2 separate regions of the Gossypium hirsutum genome follow, and region 1 is linked to region 2. A link is a contact called in public Hi-C data. All regions are on one chromosome and are shown on one strand. The core of a region is the stretch at or near the end of the contact, and the rest is flanking DNA. Distances in the headings are between cores, read along the strand shown.

Evidence for each region. A called contact is a pair of places that touch in the nucleus more often than the background predicts.
Region 1: a Hi-C map of leaf shows a contact between it and region 2, with 2.6 times the contacts expected there. The contact joins the promoter of LOC107955520 here to the promoter of LOC107955431 in region 2. A contact is called at or near these places in 11 of 34 Hi-C or Micro-C datasets (anther, callus, hypocotyl and 2 more).

Annotation. Positions count from the first base shown.
Region 1 is chrA07:95,919,933-95,926,833 of Gossypium_hirsutum_v2.1, forward strand. It overlaps LOC107955520 (ABC transporter I family member 21), which reads left to right and starts at 3,608. Exons shown (of 6, transcript XM_016891309.2): 1 at 3,608-3,841; 2 at 3,916-4,076; 3 at 4,165-4,216; 4 at 4,321-4,457; 5 at 4,715-4,801; 6 at 5,107-5,789. The coding sequence starts at 3,664. The coding sequence ends at 5,394. LOC107955519 reads left to right here and starts at 161. Exons shown (of 3, transcript XM_016891308.2): 1 at 161-837; 2 at 1,340-1,612; 3 at 2,220-2,531. The coding sequence starts at 163. The coding sequence ends at 2,288.
Region 2 is chrA07:95,720,759-95,726,831 of Gossypium_hirsutum_v2.1, forward strand. LOC107955431 (U-box domain-containing protein 3) reads left to right here and starts at 2,911. Exons shown (of 5, transcript XM_016891216.2): 1 at 2,911-3,185; 2 at 4,488-4,768; 3 at 5,675-5,791; 4 at 5,979-6,073. The coding sequence starts at 4,493.

The DNA.
Region 1 (6,901 bases), core at 2,358-4,857, 200 kb after region 2:
AAAATATTAGAAAGGAGAATTTTAAGTAGGAAGAAAAATTGTTTAAGTTAAAAGTCTAATTTCATATCTCAAATAGGGACCTAAAATAAAATAAAAATTCCATTAGATACGCAGAACCAAATCGATATTTTGGATAACAAAAAGGGTAAAACAGTAAATGAGATGGGCACCTCTTCCCACCCCAGGAGGCAGTTGACATTTCAAGCACTCTCTTTGAATCCAAGTCTCTCTGCCACCCTCTCACCATCCGATTACTCCCTCCCACCTCTGTTCTCTCTTTCTTCCCATATTTCTCCTCTCCAAATTTCTCGTCTCTTTTTTTCTCAAAGACAAACCCACATTCCCCACGAAATGTCGTTCGATGAAGAAGACTCTATTGAACACACCCTCCTCGTAGTTCGCGAAGTCTCCGTCTTCAAAATCCCGCCCCGCTCCACCTCCGGCGGTTACAAATGCGGGGAGTGGCTCCAATCCGACAAGATCTGGTCTGGTCGACTCCGGGTTGTCTCCTGCAAGGACCGTTGTGAGATCCGGTTAGAGGATCCCAACTCGGGTGAGCTTTTTGCCGCTTGTTTCATCCACCCGGGACAGCGCGAGAGTTCCGTCGAGCCGGCTCTCGATTCATCTCGATACTTCGTGCTCAAGATCGAGGATGGCAATGGAAAACACGCGTTTATTGGGCTCGGTTTTAATGAACGGAACGAGGCGTTTGATTTCAACGTGGCGTTGTCAGATCACGAGAAGCATGTTAGAAGAGAGAACGAGAAAGAGACTGGCGAGACGAGTGACAGTGATTCTCATATTGATATTCATCCCGCTGTTAATCATAGATTGAAGGTAGAAACTTTCAAGTCTTCTACTTTTTTACTAGTTTTAAACTTCAATTTGTAACTGATTTTAGAATGTGGGTTGATTTTCATATTTTTGAGCTAAAATTGTTAGATTAAAATTTGATTGATTTCAGAATTTGGGGTTTTGGGTAAGTGAACAAAGGAAGAAATTTAGTTGATCCGTTGGTTCTATTCATAAGTTGAATCTAAATATTATGGAGAGATTGTGCAACATCTTTTCGGTCAATGTGCCTTCTTAAATGAATTATTTATAAGCTTTTCTTTTTTGCAGGTTCTGTTGTTCTTATAATTCTTGATTTACTGATAAAGAAATTAAGGGGTTAAATTAGATTCATCAGTCATCATTGGCACTTAGCTGTCTTTGGTTTTCTGCTCTAAAGTGTACAATGTAGTCTTAATTATTATTGTTGTCATTACTAACGGGTTTTCAATACAGTGTTCGTTTTTTACTTAGATGGATTTTGATCTTATGGTGTTTTGGGTTGTAGGAAGGTGAGACTATCCGGATTAATGTGAAGCACAAGCCATCTAGTGGAACCGGTATGCTTTCAGCTGCGGGATTGTCTGGTAGTGGAAAGCCTAAGACCTTGAGCCTTGCTCCACCACCCAGTGGTGCTGGAAAAATAAGGTCTCCTCTCCCACCCCCTCCCAATGACCCTGTTGCTGCTCGGCTTGCCTCTACTAGTCAAGGTGTTGGTCAAAGAGCACCCAAAGAAAACATGAAACAAACCAACCCATCAACATATTTTTCTCAACTAGAGGTATGCCTTTAGCATGTATGATACTTAAACCAAATATAGATTTCGTGTGCTCTACATACCCAAAAGATCTGCAAATTTTGATTTTGTTTTTCTCTTGAATGTAGCATTGTTAGGGAATTGGGTATCATAATATGTTTACCACATCCACATTCGTTATTTTTCGTAGCTTTTGTCAAGCAAAGTTGTGCCAACATCTATATGATTCTGTGTTACATAGCTTTTGCTTTTGGGTGGAAAAGCACTTTAACTCCAAAAGTCAGGTGTTCTTCATTGCTTCTACGGTAGAAAAGCACTTTTGAAACCCCAAATGCAATGAAGAACGGGGCCTTAATTGTTTCTTTGACATTGTATACATATAGCCACATTGACTTCCTTTACCTCTTACTGGTGACTGTGTTGAGCTAAATCAAATGCTTATTGTTCACAAGCGGTGGTGTAGGTGTAGATTTGGAATGGAAGCTCTGATATAAGAAAATGGAATTAACTTTAGGCTTTTAAAATATTTTCATGCTTGATCTATGGATGTTTTCTTAGGAGGCTTCTGATTTTCCGAGTAACAGAAACTCGTGTTTGGTTCCACAATTAACTCCCTTGATGACATTTACAGAGGAATCACCTTCCAGCAACCGGATCAGGATCTACGAAGACCACTGCATCAGGATGGGCAGCTTTCTAAATTTGCATTATCATTTATTCTCAAGTATGTAAGCTCTTGTGTTTGATGCTTTTGATATTTGAAAAGAAAAAGGAAATGAAGAAAGGAAAAAGGAAAGGAAAAAAGGGACAGGGTGCCTTCACACTTTCATGTTTGGAAAATAATATCATATATATATATGCCTCTTTCGTCTGACGTGAACCATTTATGTTTTTCTTATACAATTTCAATATAATAGAGAAAATTAATAAATTTTCTGTTAAACATTGTGTGAATTGATACGTGACATGCCAAAAGTACTCAAAACTCTGCTCCCTTTTGGAATTTGCTCATTGTTCTTCCTTATCCCTCGCATCTTCTGCACAAATTTATAGCCAGAAAAAGAATAGAATACAAAACAAAACAGTTTTAGCACCCAAATATTTGTGAATAATGATTAGGAATGGCACTAAGTCAGATATTTGTATATTTTGAATTGTTCGTTTATTAATGGTAAATTATTCAAGTATTACTATCTAAATTTAAATTAAATACTATTATTTGTTGGATAACTGGATCCGTAAAAACCCAATTTTAAAAATTCTAATCATTTTTTGAATATCCAAATTTGCAAAAGTTTGTTAAAACTCTTTTTATATATATGAAAATAAAAATTATAAACATTTTGTAAAAAGTGGATTTTGATATTCATATTCGCGTATGCGACTAATGGATTTTCAATGTATTTATTCACATCTATTCTGGGTCTACGATGAATGGTAATTTTAACATTTGAATTCACAATATCCATATTCACGAAAAACATATTGAATATTCGCAACCTGAATTACCATCCTATTCAAGGCAAACATTTAAGTTAATATATATATTTAAGAGACACGAAAGTTTCTTATCATTTCAAATGTCTTCCTAGAGCTAATAAAATTAAGAAATTTGGAAATTGATTAAGTAAATTTTCATTAATTTAGGTTAGTTTAATTTTTATTTCACAAGTTAAAAAACTATTATTCAAACAGAAATGAATTTTTATTTAATTTTTTATTTTTATATAATAACATTAAATACTTTATATTCAAATTAGTGAAGATATCTTAAAAATATTATTCGGTCCTGCTTTCTCCGCAAGGCAAGCAAACAAAGAAAAAACGCTGTCGTTTTTAGCTTTTACACTTCCTATCAAAACGCAGCCGCACATCCCCGTTTCTTTACCCATTATAAAATTGAAACGAATAACGTGTCCCAACACATATCTTCCACGTGTAAAATTCTGTGCAAGGAGATCCAGTTCCACCAACCATTTACGTGGCTAAATCCCAGCAATAACAATTAGAAGACATGAATATTAAAATGGCCGCAAAAACAGAAGTTGTAAAGAACCGGGGGATTCACACGAAAAATGGCGGAACAAGCTTGTTGCCGATCAGGAGAAGGAAAGGAAAATGGAGGAGACTTGCAAGGCATCACCGTATGCGGCATGCAATTCGCCTACGAATTACAGCATCCGCTTTTCTTCGATTTCAATCTCGACATCGCTCGTGGATCTCGTTGCCTTCTCGTCGGCGCCAACGGATCTGGTAATTTCTATTTGCTTTCGAACGACGACGATTTTGTAAAGGAATTTTGATTCTAATTTTTTAACTGTAAGCAGGGAAGACGACATTGTTGAAAATTTTAGCAGGAAAACATATGGTGGGTGGAAGAGATGTCGTGAGAGTACTAAACCGTTCGGCTTTTCACGATACTCAACTTGTTTGTGGTGGTGATTTAGCTTATTTGGGAGGATCTTGGAGTAAAACTATTGGCTCTGCTGTTAGTAAAATTTTCTATTTCTGTTTTTAAGATTAATATCCACCATTTTCGTTTAACACTACAAATTTACTGTGCCAAACATATGCAGGGAGAGGTTCCATTGCAGGGAGACTTCTCAGCGGAACACATGATATTTGGAGGTGAGTGCTAATTAGTCTCTTGTTGTTTGTTGCTTTCTTTACTTGCTCCTTTGTTCTCCTTTGAAATTAAACATTCTTTTTGGGTCTAAAATTATTGTTGACAGTTGAAGGAATTGATCCTGTAAGGAGAGATAAATTGATTGAGTTGCTTGATATTGATTTGCAATGGAGAATGCATAAGGTTTCTGATGGACAACGACGTCGAGTCCAAATTTGCATGGGTCTTCTTCATCCTTTTCAGGTGTTTTGAAGTTATTAATATGCCATTTTTGTGTGACTGATATCTTCACTTGAAGCTTTACGATTCTGCTATTGCTATAATCTACAACTGATGAATTATAATGTACCTTAATTACCTAGTGACAAGCAAACATTCAACTGCGACCTTCCACTTCAAGCTTGTACATGCTTTTGGATAATTTTGTGACTTCTAATCTGCATGATTACTAGTTTTCCTGATTTGTTTGTAACTTAATGTTTTCTTTTCCTTGATTGCAGGTTCTTTTGCTAGATGAGGTCACCGTGGACCTTGACGTTGTTGCGAGGATGGATTTACTTGATTTCTTTAAGGAAGAATGTGAGCAGGTACTGACTTGTGTTCTCTGCCCTTGCAATCACATCCTAAAATACTGACTGGTTGTTGAATATGAATAAGGTGCTCGAACATTACTATGTTGAATATTTCTTACGAAAAGTATATAACTGATACAGCTCTTCATTATTTGGCACTTTCTTTCTGCAACAATTAGTAATATTGATGGTTTCATTTTGATTATGGCCACTTATTCGATCACCATCCACATGTAGGGCATAGATGTTTTTGTACCGTTCGAGTACTCTCATTGATGATTTCATGTCCATTCTCTAACTGATATTTACTATTGTATTAGAGAGGAGCCACAGTCGTATATGCTACCCATATTTTTGATGGTTTGGAGACATGGGCAACACATTTGGCTTACATCCAAGATGGTCAATTGAAGAGATCTGAGAAGTTAACAGAAATTAATGAGTTGAAAAGCTCAGAAAATTTGCTCTCTGTTGTTGAAGCCTGGCTTCGCTCTGAAACCAAGTGTGAGAAAAAGAAATCTTCCAATTCCCCTGCCCAAGTCCAGAAGTCCTCGCCTTTTGGTACTTCGCCTTTCATGTCGTCGAGGCACATGGCATACTACCGTTGATCTTTCTGAATCCAGCTATTTTTCAATAATTTTTGAAGGCCAAAACCAGATGCAGAGCGGAAAACTTTCTTTCTAGTCATCTTCTATTAACGTAGAGTTGGCCATTATGGATTTATATACTTGTTTGCTTGCGGTTGCCTGATGGATGGCTTCGTATATTCTTTTGGCAGCTTTGTTTAAAAATGAAAGTTGTGAAACTGATAGTCTGTCTTTAGCAAATAGTTTTGTAATTTATGATCCACCTTGGTAGTGAAATACATACGATATTTGTTGAATGAAGTCGATGCTGAATAGCTGCTTGTGGATCTTGTTGTCTACACAACGAAGCCCTGATCCATCGATCTGCCTTTGGCAAATAATGTAATCTCATTTCAATAATGGAAAAGCTTTGAGTACAAGGTACATGTATCTTTTGAGATTTGTTAGTTATCTGGAGAACTAGTTGAAACAGCTTTAGCCAATTTCAGATTGCTGATCTGCTATCGGACAAGGAAGGTTCAACTTGTTTGTATTACATAGCTATCAAAACAATAAAAATGCTATACAGCTTCTACGTTCTGTCTATAAATGAAGGCCTTGGTGGTTATTTTTCTAGTGCATAGTGGGTTGCACAAGGGATCCTATCTCCCCTTACCTGTTTGTTGTAGCCCATGGAACACTCTGTTTTCCTCCCATTCAAGGTAATTCTTTGTCTTCCAAGCGCAGGCAGAAGCTAATATTACCGGGCCATCAGATAAGCTCATTCCTAGATCCAGCTCGCCCTACATGGAAGTCGGAACTTGTCAAATGTCAGGTTGGGATGTCTGGTAACAGGAGCTGAGCACTAGATGATTTTCGCTGTTGAATGGTAAGGACAAATATGCATGGAAGGGGACAATTTTCGGATAAATCCGCATATGAATTTCTCTGGAAACAGGTTGCTAAATATTTGAATTCCCCTGATATAGCCTAGTTATGGAAGCTTAAACTGTCACTCAAGAGTAGAAGTGAACAAAATCCGATTTGATTCAAAAAATTCAATAAAAGAAATAAATTTTGAATTAAATAATTTAAGTTATTTGAGTTAATCAACTTAAATAAAAAATTAAGTTTTTCGATTTAACTTGAATATGAATTATACAATTCGAGTTATTCGAAAATTCAAATAAGAAAAGGTAAAACTATGTTGTTTTGATAAATGTTTACCTTTCTAAAGTTAAAAATCAAAACCACTATATTGTTTATGTAGTTAAATAATCTTGTACTTCGTCTATGGTTAAATAATCGGTCCATGTAAACATAACATTGAGTATAAATGATAAAATTTGTTAACTAGATTTGATTCGAAATTTTTTGACTCAATTTGATTTAAAAAAAAATTCAAATTGAGTTCAATTGTTAAAATAGGATTAGTCATCTAGTCATCAAATACTCACCCCTACTCAAGGGTATGGTTTTCCTTTGGAAGGTTTGTAATAATTTGCTCCCTATTCGAATTGAACTACGGCGGAGAAACATTGTTGTAAAT
Region 2 (6,073 bases), core at 1,661-4,160:
ATTCAAGTTGGTGTCCCCTTTCAATCACATGGCTTGCAATGCCCACAATTTGCTATATAGTACAACTTTACACACAAAATTTTATATCCTATTAATATGTATTGTACTAACAAAGATCTTGCATTTGAAGTTGGCAGTATTAGAAACTCCTGCATTTGGTTCATTTCAAGCAGAACCACAAATATCCATTGAAATATGTTTTAGTAGGGATGGGTGGAGACTTGGTTGTTTCAAATGCTATTACATCTGCTTATGCCACTTGATGAGGGGATTGGGAGACTTTGTTTGATGTTGATGAAATATGGTGTAATAGCTGGCAATGGATCATCATCTCAATAGGATAAAAATGGGGGCAAGCTGTTATAATTAAGGCAGCTAAGGACACTAAAACTTGGCTTTCTTTGTGCATTATTCATATGTAACCAATGAAAACAATCCATATGGGGGGCTCAACTTTTTGTCAATTCAATTGGCTGCTACACTTTAAAAAAAAATAATCTTTTTTAAAAAAATTATATAAATAAATTGAATTATTATTTTTTCATTTGGATATGATATGCATATTTTATCTTTTTGGATTAAATCATTAAGGTTGACCCTTTTTCTCTATTATTGGATGAATATTTAGAATAATCATTGTGAATTTTTTTATTTATTTCATAAATAGTCTTAAAAATTGATACGTGTTTTCTTTTCAAATATTTTATTATATTTTTATAGGGCCTTGTCATCTTTTAATTTTATTTGTAAAATTTAAAAACGGTATTAAATATTTTTTCTCATTTATTTATTTATTAATAAAGGGTTGGATGTCCCGTAAAAAAAAGGGGATCGTTTAGAAATACAAATTTTCAAGTAAAATATTCGTTACCAATTAAACAACAATATTTACCTATAAAAATCTATAAAGTTAGAACAGCAAATCAAAGGAATGCACTATTTTTTTAAATTTAATTATAAAAATATACATTATTGTAAAATTATAGTATAATAATTTATTTAGTCTTCTAATTTTATAAAAAAAATTATTTTAACCTTTCATTTAATTTTTCGTTATTTAACCTTTAAACTTATATTATTTATCAATTTGTCTCAAAATAATTAAAAAAGTTAATATCGGTTAAATTTATTGACGTGACGCATACGTAAATGTTACGTCAGTAATTAATTAATTTTTTTAATTTTTAAAAACTTAAAAATTCATTTAAAAAATTTAAAAATCATTAAATTTATTTTAAAAATAAAAAATACTCTTTTTAATTTAAAAAAAATAATTAATTAAAATTTATATATAATTTTTTTATCATATGGAAAAAAGTTATCCCATTAAAGTGTCAAACAAAGTTTTAACCACCACAATAAATAAATCTGGACTATTATTATTTTATTATTTTTGGTTACCTATTTTTATAATTCTTTAATAGTAAATGAATCTACAGAAATGCCGTCCATGGTCAACATTGATTAGTGGAGGGGAATTTCTGACAATCTAAATATGTATTTACATACATATTGTTGGTTTGAAGAAGACAAACTACACCTCTAATATATATATATATAATTTATCTTGTCCATTAAAAATATCAATGGAAAATGACAGGAGATTGATATTTTCTTCCTTTTGATTGAAACTTGAAAATTGAGTTTCATCATCTACCACCCATCTTTTGCATATTTCCAATATTTTAAACACCATCATTTTCAGATTGAATTTTTTAGTGTATAAATGTGTGAATTCATTTTCCATAATTTTTATGGATAGTTAATTAATTTAATTTAATTCGATATATTCATAAAACATTAATTGACTTTATAGAATAAAATTTTAAGTGGTAGGAACAACATTGGTCGATGGATTAGTGCATATATTGAGAAATTATTCATGATGGTAATTTTCTACCCTACAAGGTAATATATACAATAGCTCAATTAGATGGTCTGGGTGTTTCTATTGGGAAGAAGAGTATCTAGCAGTAAAGGAACCACGTGTAGCATTCAATTGTCAATGAGCACTTCAGAAAGGTTATGCCTAAGCTTCCGAATCTCTCCAGCAAAACCTAGATCAACCAATATAGATGTTTGCTCTATTTACCTCTTCAATGTACTATCTTCGTAGGTCCTCGTATTATGTTGATAATGGATCGAACGATGGAAATGACAATCACAAATATAGAACTTACATAACTCTTTGGTCAAATGAGGCCAAACACACCTCACTCATCCATCAATTGCATCATTTTTTTTATAGGGTACCCGAGTGCACAATTTGAGTTCATTTTATAGGCATGTAAAGTAAACAACGAGATAATGATAACGTGCCAATCCAAGATCTATTGTAGCAAAATGTAGCTTAAAATCATTATCCACCGGGTTGTGGAACTCATACACTATGTTAGTGTCATTAACATCCATGAGTAGCGATGTTTTTAAAAGAAACTTGACACCTATAAATACTTAGAGGTCAATTTAAATTTTTATAAAAAATTATTCAAATTATGTTATACATTTTTTATTTTTTTAATAAATAATTTGATATCTATGAGTATTAAAATAATTTTAAAATAATTATTTTAATTTCAACGAAATACGAAAAACATGACCGTATAAAAATTTTTATAAAACTTGACATCCATCAATATTAAAATATTCTTAAAAATATTAATAACTTTGAAAAATTTCAGGATAATATACTTTAGTGTACTCAAACTTATATCCTCTTAAATTCATAACAATATTCTAATCAAGCTAAAACCAAATACACTAAATACATATTTAAACAAAAAAAAGCCAAGCCCCTTGGCTCCATTTTATTTTTGTTTCATCTAAATCATGATTGATATTAATTAATCTTCCCCCACTCTTAATTAATTTTTTCCTCAAAACCCAACAAATCTTCCACCAAATAGGGCCCATCCTGTTTACCCTTTTGCTTTCCTTTTTCCAGTATTTTCCCTTTTTGTTTTTCCAGTTTCTTTATTTTCTTGCAGCTCTCTCTCATGCAGCTTTGCTGAGGAAGGCAAATAAATGAAAAGAAAGTATATAGAAGCTGAGGTTGAAGTTATTATGTTTTGATGCTTAAAGGGTTAATATTTGCTTATTTCCATTGAAGATATTTCATTACTCAAATGTCTACCAAGATCTGTGTTTATTTCGTTTCACCTGCTTAAACCCATTTCAGGAAAGAGGTATAACATGCTTCCTCTGTATGTTTAAATATTAGTTTTTCATTTTTTTTAAAAATTTTATAACATTTCTGCTGTTTTCGATTGTATAAACTGATGATTTTTTTTTCTGGTCTTGGTTATATAAACTGGCTTTGTTGTTTTGGAATTGGGTTTTAAGAGAAACCGGGTAATTTTCCTGCTTTTTCATCTGTATTTTCTTGGTGGACTGTGGAGAAGTATTTCAATTATAAGAAAAATAAAAGAAACCCTTTTTTTTGTTGGTTTAGTGAATTTGCGTAATACCCTTTTTCTCTGATGCTGATAGCTAAATGGCAGAAACTGGAAATTTGGATCTTATGGTAGCCATTTTAAACGTAGTTTTTGATGTTGTTGAACTTCAAACTCTTAATAAGCTTTCTTCAGTTTCTAAATGAAGGGTGAAGAGATTTTTATCATTGAAGTTTAAGAGCTTTTTTTTTTTAATCAAGCTTTTCTACAACAAATAAACTATGAAATCAATTTTATAAGATTTCAGTAGCTTTTGTTTTTGTGCTTTCCAATATCACAATTGCTATTTGTGTTTGTTTCTCATGAGATAATTAGTACAAAGCTTCTTTCACATGCCAAGCTATTATTAATTTGTGGAGATCTTATCTTTTATTTTTTTTTCATAGTATTATATTTTGTTGGAATAGTCTAGCCTTTCCTAAATGGGAAAAAGTCAATATGGAGAATGCCATGAATGTGTAAAAAATATATTTTCTTTAAAAAAAGTCTTCCTTTTTATTAATACTTGAAGTGCTAATGCTATGGGGATTGAACATTGAACCTTGACTATTGTAACTAAGAGTCCAACAGTCCACAAATAGATAACATTATTGTTGACCAGCCAAAAGCCTTTTTCTTACACTGAATCTTATAAAATCTGATATTTTATTTGATGTTTTTTTAATTGGGAATTTAGTCAAGTGGATTTCCTTAGATAGTGGAAAAATATCAATTTCCATGGCATTGGTGAACAAGTAATTTTCGTGAGCAGTGTATGTGTTTGTATGTGTTCCTCAGATATACATCAATCAAAGCCTTTCTCTTACTATAAAAAGATGTACAAATTAATCTTTTATCTTTTTGATTGACATCTAATGAGTGGGCTTCCTTAGATTATGGGAAAAAAGGCAACACAGATAATGATGCAAGCTTAAGTTTTTTCAAAGGCACTCCTGTACTTATGAACAGATTATGCCTGAGCAATTTTTATACTATTTTGATTTATAAGTTTTTTCTTTTTTCTTTATAAATTCTGTATGCTTCATTGATATACAGGTCAGATGGACACAACCTCCGTGAGATGTCTTATTAACAGTATTGCTCGATTTGCTCATCTTGTATCATGCCAGACCAGAAAAGTTGTTCCTATTGGAAAGGATTACCGGAATATGGTTGTTGTGTTAAAACTTTTAAAACCGCTGCTTGATGATGTTGTTGATTGTGAGATACCTTCAGATGAAATTCTGTGTAAAGAGTGTGAAGAGCTAGACATGCTTGTTAATGAGGCTCGAGAATTCATGGAGAACTGGTGTCCTAAGATGAGCAAAATCCACATGGTAAGTTTAATCTTAGTCTTTACTTTCGTGAAATGGTACCTAAAAAAAAAAAAGTAGTTCTGGAATCAAGGAATCATGTTTCCTCCGATTTGTCAATGTTTTTTGGTTCTATTATTTGTTTGTTATTTATTGTTCATGTATGAAAAACCAGTTTTCCTTCAATTCGGTCTGGCTTAGGTGTTGTTTTTATGCACAGAGGAATCAAATAGTACCCACCATCAAATTTTTATTGTATGAAGCCATTGATAGGGTGGATGTCCAGCTTCTTTAATGGCAGGAAACATGAGTATTAAGGATCTAAAATTGGCCTTATGTGAGATTTGTTAAAGTTTCAGTTAATTGTAGGTTATCATAGTTCATAGAAGAAAACTTCAATGATTGATTGCAAATATAACCCAACTTGTTATAGATTGCAAGAAAATCCATTTCTCGTATATGTAACACAGTCAAAATTTAAAGGTAACAAGGATGGTGCCAATTAGGTATTAAAATGTAATACTTTGTGGAAGAACACTTAGAGTGATAAAGTGGCAAAGCTAATCCAGTTTACAATAGATTGCAATAAAGTACATATCTTTCCTCATGTTTATTCTGCAATTGAATGCAGCATTTAGTAAAACGAATAAGAATTGTGCCAGCTATCCTAATTGTTAAAGTTCTTTGATATACCAAGGACCTAAGATCAAATGGTGCCTTCATCACAAGGAGTGGCAGTTCAGGGGTAGGAGGAAGGGAAAGGGAGGACTTCCTCTATTGTGCCCTAGTTGCTCCAAGAAAAGAAGCTTGAATGTTGGATGTTGATATGTATTATGCATGCCTTTCCCTCTTGAATAAAAGAAATAGGATTTTCATGCTTCTAATACTATCCCGTTCAAATACTTATTTTTGTTTTGAAAACATGTACAGGTTCTCCAGAGTGAGCCTTTTCTGATAAAAATGCAAAGCTCTTCACTTCAGATATGTCACATATTATATAAATCGTTGCAGTCATCACCATCAACTTCAAGTATAACCAGTGTTCAGGTAAGAATAAATCAAGTGTGTTGCTTAAATAGTATGCTTAGATGACAAACATGCTGCTCGTTTTCTTTTTCACAAATTTTGTTGCCCTTTTAGACATTATTAAGGCAGCTGGATGTCAACTGCTATCACTTTCTCGGTGCTGAGTTGGCTTTGAGTAGTGAAACTAATTGATGTTCAACTGTTTCAGCACTGTATTCGGGAAATTAAATGTCTGAACCTGGAGAGACTATCAGAAAATATAGGAGATGCTTTGAGAAGTCTAAAAGATGGCGCTATTCCTTG